2 separate regions of the Sorghum bicolor genome follow, and region 2 is linked to region 1. Evidence: chromatin contacts called from public HiCAR-type data. All regions are on one chromosome and are shown on one strand. The core of a region is the stretch at or near the end of the contact, and the rest is flanking DNA. Distances in the headings are between cores, read along the strand shown. Region 1 holds the start of LOC8059775 (ruBisCO large subunit-binding protein subunit alpha). Region 2 holds the start of LOC8061669 (probable UDP-3-O-acylglucosamine N-acyltransferase 2, mitochondrial).

Evidence for each region. HiCAR-type assays count read pairs that join an accessible place to other places.
Region 2: a HiCAR-type map of leaf shows a contact between it and region 1, with 4 times the contacts expected there. The contact joins the promoter of LOC8061669 here to the promoter of LOC8059775 in region 1. A contact is called at or near these places in 3 of 4 Hi-C or Micro-C datasets (leaf and leaf mesophyll) and 1 of 1 datasets of contacts at active chromatin or transcription factors (leaf).

Annotation. Positions count from the first base shown.
Region 1 is chr2:18,571,978-18,576,398 of Sorghum_bicolor_NCBIv3, reverse strand. It overlaps LOC8059775 (ruBisCO large subunit-binding protein subunit alpha), which reads right to left and starts at 1,270. Exons shown (of 8, transcript XM_002459774.2): 1 at 832-1,270; 2 at 15-136. The coding sequence starts at 1,039. LOC8061668 (probable protein S-acyltransferase 19) reads right to left here. Exons shown (of 9, transcript XM_021454099.1): 7 at 4,287-4,367; 8 at 4,009-4,197; 9 at 2,306-3,849. The coding sequence ends at 2,818.
Region 2 is chr2:18,755,856-18,760,298 of Sorghum_bicolor_NCBIv3, reverse strand. LOC8061669 (probable UDP-3-O-acylglucosamine N-acyltransferase 2, mitochondrial) reads right to left here and starts at 3,188. Exons shown (of 11, transcript XM_002459776.2): 1 at 2,969-3,188; 2 at 2,173-2,306; 3 at 1,854-2,055; 4 at 1,692-1,768; 5 at 1,330-1,379; 6 at 579-643; 7 at 356-407; 8 at 214-284; 9 at 49-115. The coding sequence starts at 2,299.

The sequences.
Region 1 (4,421 bases), core at 21-2,520:
ATGTAGCACCTTACCTCTTGAAGTAGCGTGGCACCTGCATGCTCAAGCGCATTTGGGAGCTCTATAGCCTTGGCAATTGTGACACCATCATTAATTACTTTAGGTACATCATCTTGGTCAATAACAACATTCCTCCCTGCAATAAACTTCTGAGCTTTCAACAATCAATAGCACTACAAGACACACAAACAGAGTATCTGTATAGTAAGAACAGCATGAGATATGATCCCAAGAGCATAAATTGCACCTTCACTGCAAAAATGCTCCCAAGTTTACTACACCTTTGACAATTAACAGCAACATAAAAAGGTAACTTTTGCTGTTCAGATAAAACAGGTTATCAAGTCTTTGTGAACTTGTGACAAGAAAATATTCCATCCAAAACATTAGATGGAACTACCCTATTTCCAACAAATTGGAAGTTGTAGGAGATAAAGTTAGAAACCAATTAACGAGTTTGGAGTAACTAGGTAACCATGTGACTGTAAATGGGAGATTGTTGGAGAGCAACAACACAGGTCTGAGGTCAGAGACCTGAATCTTGAAGTAACTACTCTGCATAGAAATGTCCTAAAGGCTAACTGCCTTCATAACACAAACTCTTCATTTGTCAGTCGGATTGGTTGCACCAATTCTACTTAAGGTGAATCATAGTGTACTGTTAGCTCGAACATTTTAGGTCCCAATGGGTCTGAAAATCGTAGCTTAAGCATTTTTTTCTAAACTGAACGAAGATAAACCAGATAAGATTTGATACCCAACCGATATTCGATACCTCACTGCATCCCCAGCAAGATAACAGGAACCGAAGCAAGCTTACGAAAGCCTCACCTTTGGGGCCGAGGGTGACGGCGACGGCGTCGGCGAGCTTGTCGATGCCGGCGGCGAGCCCACGACGGCAGGCCTCGCCGGTCGATATGACCTTGACGTCTGCCCGGACCACCAGGCGGCGGCCGACCCTGGCCGACCTAGGCAGCAGCTGCTGAGATGAGGGCGAGAAGCCGGCTGCGGGGGCGAAGGAAACGGCGGTCAGGTACATCGAAGCGGCCGCAGGAACCGAGAGTGAGCACGCCCAGAGCCGAGCCGCGACAGCCGGCCCGCGACTACGATCCGCTAGGCCGAGCGGGCGCCGGGAGGCGGAAGGCGAGGACAGGCGCGGCAGAGGAATCCCCTCGCCTGGGTGCCAGTGGTGGGTGAGGGGGGGCAGTGGCGAGAAGAAGGGGGAAGCGTGGCGGCGAGGTGAAGCACGAAGAACAGCAGAGGGTTTTAGCGACAGGAGGTTTTATCTGCTTGCACCCCTTCTTCCTATTGAACCCATTCAGGTCACACTAAATTAATGAATAGTATTTTCAGCCATAACTTTTTAAAAAAACAAAGATATCTCTGCTCTACTGAGGTTCTATTTGGTCTTAGGCCTTGTTTAGTTCTCTGAAAATTTTGCAAATTTTTTCACATTCCCCGTCACATCGAATCTTTAGACACATGCATGGAGTATTAAATATAAACGAAAATAAAAACTAATTGCACAGTTTGGTCGGAATTGACGAGACGAATCTTTTGAGCCTAGTTAGTCCATAATTGAATAATATTTGTCAAATACAAACGAAAGTGCTACAGTGTCGATTTTCCAAAATTTTTCGGAACTAAACAAGGCCTTAGGGGTTTTCAAGATCTGGATAAAAAAAACTTAGACTCCTAGAATCTTATCGAACCGGACCAGATTCTGGTGGAGTTTAAAAAATTCCTAGGCCTCAATGGTAGGGATGAAAACGGATCGGATACGGACGGATATCACTGATATCATATTTGTTTTCATATTTCTGGTCGGATTCGGATATGAATACAGATAATATCAACCATGTCGGATAAAATAGGATTAGATGTCGACGTCATAAATATATGATTTAAATATTCAGATACGGATATCGAATGTTGAATATTCGGACACGGATATAAACCTCTCTAAACGAATACGATCGAAAAATATCCGTACAACTTTATCATTTTTATCCCTGCTCAATGGTCACCGGAGTAGCGCACAGTTCCTGTAGACAGCAGTGGACACCCTGCAGAAACCATCCAATCCAGCTCATTCCATTGCTCCGCAGATATCGTGATTCGTCCGCGTCCGCGTCCGGCACGCCAACGGGAAACCTCCACGACCGGCAAGCAGAGAGCGGCAGCACATCCCAGCCAGCGGCGCCGTGACGTTTAGCTGAGAGCTGAGCATGCCACGCGGCTGCTGCCTCCGCTACGCAAAGGCCGACAAAAACAACGCGAGCGACGGACAACAAAAAAACAGAGGTGGTTCACACCATAGAAAGATGGCATGCCTAGAAAGATGCTGCTACAAGCATCAAAACTCAAGACCTGGTACAAGCAAGCAAATACGCCCGAGCACTGTCCGAAAGTGCACCTGAACTAACATTTTACATGTCGAATAGTATCCCATGGCACACACACACAGTGATGGCAAACGACACTACAAAGTCAGCTGCAAATCGGCGTTCGTTTGACATCACCAGAAATTAGCTCTTCCTATCTGTCGCGCATCAGATACCTGATGAATCCCTAACACGAACACATTGTACTACATCAGTCACTCCATCGCTCTCCCAGCACTGAAAAAAGTCAGCACTGACTCCGAGCGATACTTGTGGTTTTCATTATGGCCTGCCAAGTGCCAGCAGCCCCATTCATTCCAACAGCTGCCTTGTCCGTCCGTCTGGCAATCCCAGAAGAGCAGCCTTCCAACTATCTGTCAACTCTTCAGGGGCATCCTTCGCACTTCAGATGAACTTCATGAGCAGGAGCAAGTCATTTGTCAAAGGGTGGGTTCCTCTGGAACGTCCCAGGAGCAAATATTGGAAAGGAGCCTGTCCTTGCTTTCTCGCCCCGGATGTCACGCTGCTGGGCATTAGGATCTCTGCTTCCCTCGGGGCGTACCCTTGTGCCTGCCTCATTCCTCTGGCTGCTCATGCCAGGGGTACTCAGCATGGGACCGCCAAAGAATATTGACTGCCCAGAATATGTCAGCCTCTCTGAAGGCTGCCCTGATGCCATTGCTGAGGACGAGGCATTGCCGGGTGCAACACTCCTCGCATGGCTGCTTTGCTCGCCACTTGGGTTCGCCAAGAACCGTGGGTTTCTTGTTGGCACCTCGACACCAGTTCCGATTCTTGTCTGTGCAGGAACTGACACATACCGACCAGCCTCTTGATCCCAGACGACAGAGGCCCTTCGGTTCTCTCGAACATAAGATGTGGCTGACTGGAACATTGGGTTGCTTATCTGTGTCGCGGGAACAGCTGGCCGCGGTATCCCTGTGTTGGTTATTTGTGTGGTGGGAACAGGTGGCCGCAGCATCGCTGGCACAGGTCTTTCAGGAGGTGTAGGGCGAGGTGCTACACTGAACTGAGAGTGAGAAGCAAGCTTGTGGATGTGGACTGGACTGCTTAAACTGCTTGCGGTTGGTGTGCCGGTATCATAATCATCCTGGCTTGCAAGGCTTTGCGGGTATGAGTTCTGAAGTGGAGAAAGTTTCATCTCGCTGTTTGATTCCTTTGTGCCACTGTAGTCAACACTCATGCTACTCCTGACACTGGCATTGCCGCTGGAGATGACATCAGCTTCATGACCACGGCGGGCATCTATAGGTCGCAGAACCGAGGATGATGCCCGAGCTTTTGCAGCAGCTTTCATGACCTCATTCTTATCAAGCTTTGCGAGGCTGCGAGCACTGATTTTGACTGCCTTCTTAGCTTTGTTTGCTCTTTCAGCATATCCAGCAGCATCAGGGTCCACGGTTGAAGGCACCATTCCAGGCTCCAAATGTGGGATTACTTCATCCTGGTTGATGGTGTCAACATAAAAGTTAGTATATTTGAAGGACTCATTTGAACATTATAATTGTGCTTATTTTGAGCTGTCATCAAAGCTTTTAAAATTGTAACATGCACACATTGCATAGGCTAGCTTTTGGAAGCAACTACTTGCCATATGGCTTACCTGATCAATAAATATCCTTGGAGGTGTACACCAAGCACCTTTGTGGTGAAGACCAAGTGAACTTCCTACACTGAACCCAGTTGTTGCTGAATTTGATGGGGAGTAAATGATATTTGCTCCTTCCTCATCCTCTGGAGCTGCCTCACTCATAGCTCTCATTGCAACGACATAATCATAAGTTGTAATCCCCTGAAATACAACATAGAAAAGGGAGCATAGCTGAGCAAACCAGACCGAAATTTCCATGTGTAACAGTCCCAATGGAATTGCATGCAGACCTTTCTTATCAATATTATGTGAAAGAAGAAAAGTTCGCCCAAAGGTATGCATGCCACCAATGAAAGTAAGGTAAATATGCCCTGCATAAAAAGAGCTTTTGTCAAGCAACAGCTAAAAATACATTTTAATCTGAA
Region 2 (4,443 bases), core at 1,939-4,438, 180 kb before region 1:
AAATGCACAAAAGGCAAAACAAAAAGCACAGAGCTGCGAACACAGCACCTTTGATACAATGGAGACATGGTCCCGAATTGCCACTCGACCACCCAATGTAACATAGTCCCCCAGTCTGCATGCTCATAACAGGATGAATCTTGAAAATGGCCCACAAAAAGCATATAACAATCCTAAGCAGAAGAAACATGTAACCTATGAAGCTATACATACGTTGCAGAACCAGCAATCCCTACTTGCCCACATATCATGCAGCACTTTCCAATTACCACATTGTGGCCTATCTGCAAGAAAAATTGTCAATTTACAGGAAACAGAGAAAAAAAGCAAACACCTAATGTAGGAGAGATAATACCTGGACCAGATTATCAATCTTAGTATGATCTCCGATAATTGTCTCTCTCCAGCTGCAGTTAATAAGAGAAGTTTCAGCAAAATTCTACTGCAGCCAAATATATAATCAAATGAAAAGAGCTGATAGCCTATAGCTTCTTTAAATGAAAATCATGGACCAGACAACAGAAGAACTGCAATCACATGTTCTCAATATCAGCAATACCTTGCACTTAAAAAGTTACCTGCCTCTGTCAATGCATGTGTTTGCGCCTATTTCTACATGGTCTCCAATTTTTGCGTACAGCGTCTGACAAATAGCAAGATATTTCAGTATAGACAAAAAAGTACATGTTACTACCTCATACAACCCTTTACACCCAGAGCTACTTCAGCTGGTCCAATATACCCCATAATGAGATTTATCTTTTTGTTTTTCCATTTACAAGTTGAGCTTTAAGTTCTTTTTTCTGGGGAGGGGGGTTAGGGGAAAATTCTTGAGGCAATTTTCTAATATAGAACATAATTTCCTCTGTTACTACACAAATTTGAACTTCGTATTCAACTTGTAAGTGGAGAAATAAAAAAGACAACTCTCATTAGGGACCAACTTAAATAGTTTGGAGGAGTAAACGGAGCCTAAATTTTATTCACAAGGGATATCCAAATCACATCCACTAAAGACACTCAAAGAAACATCTACAGAGAGTCAGAGATAAGCCAGCTAGTTACTAAACATTGAGTGGGAATGTATTATCTCAAGATTTTTTTGCTATTGGACTTCAGGTAAGTAGGATGGATTAAGTATGATAAATGTCAGACTAAGCTTTTCCTTACCTATATAAGATAACACTGAATATTGCAGTAACACAGGCCATAAGGTAACCTTAGTTCTGAACATGTCAGTAGCTTTAAAATTGGATTCTACTAATTAACAATCTTCAAAAAAAAAAGGAATTACCATAGGGCAACAATGGTGAGCAACTGAGCACTAACCTGTGGTTTCTTCTTAACCTGTCCAGCATCATCCACAAAAAACCCAAAACCTGCAACCATAAGATGTACATCAACATATCATGAGAATATATGAATTATATTCTTTGAAAGGAGTATATCAAGCAATCTTATCATATACCATTATACCAAGTATTTTTAAAAAGAAAAGGTATGTGAGTAGCCAAAAGGCAATGCAATCTGCTCACTAGAAAAAAGTGACTGTGTCGAACGATTTGAAGTATAACATGCACATCCAACTGAGAGGTTTCAGCACATGATACCAGATACCAGCAACCTTGTACCTTCTTTCTTTTTTCACGGCATGGGATGACGTAAACACTAAAATGAGTATATATGCTCACCGTCTTGACCAATGGAGGCTCCATTGTGAATAATACAGAAGTCACCCACTGAGCAATTGCTTAAGACAACATTGTACCTACAGATTTTAAAACCAATCTTCATTCTCAGCAAATCCTTCAATCAAGAGTACATTCTCAAATTAAATTCAAGAATCAGAATACCCGATCCTAGTTGACTGCCCAATGGAAACTGAAGGCCCAACCACGGCTCCAGAACCAACAACGACCTCTCTACCAAGGACAGCACCAGAGTGCACGACTGCTCCGGGCTCCACCACAGCGGTGGGGTCAACGGACGCCGCCCGGTGCAGGAGGCCCCCGCCATTGTGCCACGGCAAGAACTCCACTGAAGCAGTGCCAGGATCTGATCGTTCAGCAAGTCAAGGGTCACAAATATCTCAAAATTAATAAAGTAAATTTATTTATTTTTTTAAATAAAAAGGAACTAAGTTTTGTGGCACTGGAGTGGATGATCACTTACTGCTGCAAGCAGAGGAGACGCCGCCCAGGTACCGCGCAAAGTGGCAGGCGGCGCGTGGCAGCACAGAGTGTAGTGATAGCGCCGCCTCCGCCGCCTTGCAGATGGTCCTAGGCAGGATGGCTGCCATCCTTTACCTGGGCGAGTGAAAAAAAAACAACAACAAATGACATATGTTCTAGTGAATGTTTTGGGCAAAACTAAAATGGGGGCAGAAATCCAAACCTAGTTAGGCCTTGTTTACTTCCACCCAAAAACGCAAAATTTTTCAAGATTCCCCGTTACATCAAATCTTTAGACACATGCATGGAGTATTAAATATAGACGAAAATAAAAACTAATTGCACAGTTTGGTCGAAATTTATGAGACGAATATTTTGAGCCTAGTTAGTCCTTGGTTGGACAATAATTACCACAAACAAACGAAAGTGCTACAATATTGCGAAATTTTTTCCGTTGGCGAACTAAACACGGCCTTAGTCGATCCTGATGGTGACCCTGCAGTGGCGGATGGCAAAGCAAGCTGCCTCGCGCTCTAAAGCGAAAGGACAGAGTCAGGGGATCAGCAGTGAACAACTACGAACTCAACCGCGAGAAAAAGCTGCCTTTCTCAAATCGCACTCGCACTAGATGTTTTTAGTATGTGGGTGTAAAGGGCTTTGGCTGACTGATCGATTTTTTTTTTCGTGTTCTTTCGGCCTCCGCGCTCGAGCAACTGCTGGCCTGTCTATGCTCTGGTCACCGGCGGCGGCGCTCGCCGACTACGAAAATGAGAAGAGGCGCTCGGGTGCACGGGTACCTGCTAGCTGCTGCTGGCATCACGCCGTCGCTGCACCTCTTTGCCGTTGAGCCCTGAGAGGGCGGAAGGCAGCGGCGCCTAGTGCAAGCTGCCCAGGAACCACCACCCTGATGTGCTCTAGCAGGTAGGGGAAGGTCGTGATGCGCCGCCGCCGGTCGGAGACTCGATGGGAGGACCGACTGACTGACTGAGGGAACGCTGACGCTGATGGGGCGGTGAGTTCAGTATTGGGCCTTGTAGTATTTGCTACCGGGCCTCTCGGTAGTTTCACTTTTTCCCTTGTCCGTTTAGGCCCTGCCAAACTTTTTTTTTACCCTGTCCATCGAATACTTTAACTTGAAACATTAAGGCCTTGTTTAGTGCGTAAAATTTTTTAAGATTCCCCGTCACATCGAATCTTTAGTCGCATACATATAGCATTAAATTAAATATAGATAAAAATAAAAACTAATTGCATAGTTTGTCCGTAATTTGTGAGATGAATCTTTTGAGCCTAATTACTCCGTGATTGGATAATGTTTGTCAAATAAAAACGAAAGTGCTACAGTAGCCAAAAACTAAAATTTTTGCGAACTAAACAAGACCTAAATATAAATAAAAAATAATTAATTCTACAGTTTTTACAATAACACTTATGTGCTATGGATGTTAGATTTAATAAATTCGTGTTGTGGTTTTCATGTGAGTTATATAATTAGTTTTTTAATTAGTATCTGAACATCACATCTGACATCTTATAAAAACATGAGGCTTTTACATGTATGTTATTATAAAAGTTAGTAATTGTCTACAAACTATTAAAAAAGTTGAGCTCTTACATGTGTCACTGCTCTGAACTCTTTTACCCTCTATGTCACTTCCGTTAGATTTGACTCTAACGGTGTTTAACTGTAGGTATGAAAAGTCAAAAATACCTTTATGTCTAAATATCTAATTAATTTTTTTTAGAACCTTAACAATCTCAAATGAAAAAAACTCAAAACCAGAAAGTCGTAGATCTCGTGAAGATCTATAATATTTATATAAAAAATATTTTTAATTGATTTGTATAAAAAATATTATATATTTTTGTATGAAATTCAATGAAAATAATTTTTATACAAAACTTACAGATATTGTTGAGATCTACAACTTTGTAGTTCTGAGTTTTATCATTTAAGATCACTAAGATGCTAAAAAATTAATTACATATTCAGCCTTGAGGGTATTTTTGACTTTTCACGCTCGCGGTTTGACACAGTTAGAGCCAAATCTGACGGAAATGGCATGAAGGGTAAAAAGAGTTTAGAGCAGTGACACTTGTGAGAGCTCAACTTTTTTAATAGTTTGTAGGTAATTATCAACTTTTATAATGGCATACATGTAAAAGCCTTATAAAACATCTGATGTGACACCTAAAAATTTCTCACCCATGAACTAAACAAGGCCCTATTGAAACCAAATTAGGCCTTGTTTAGTTCCCTACCAAAAACTTT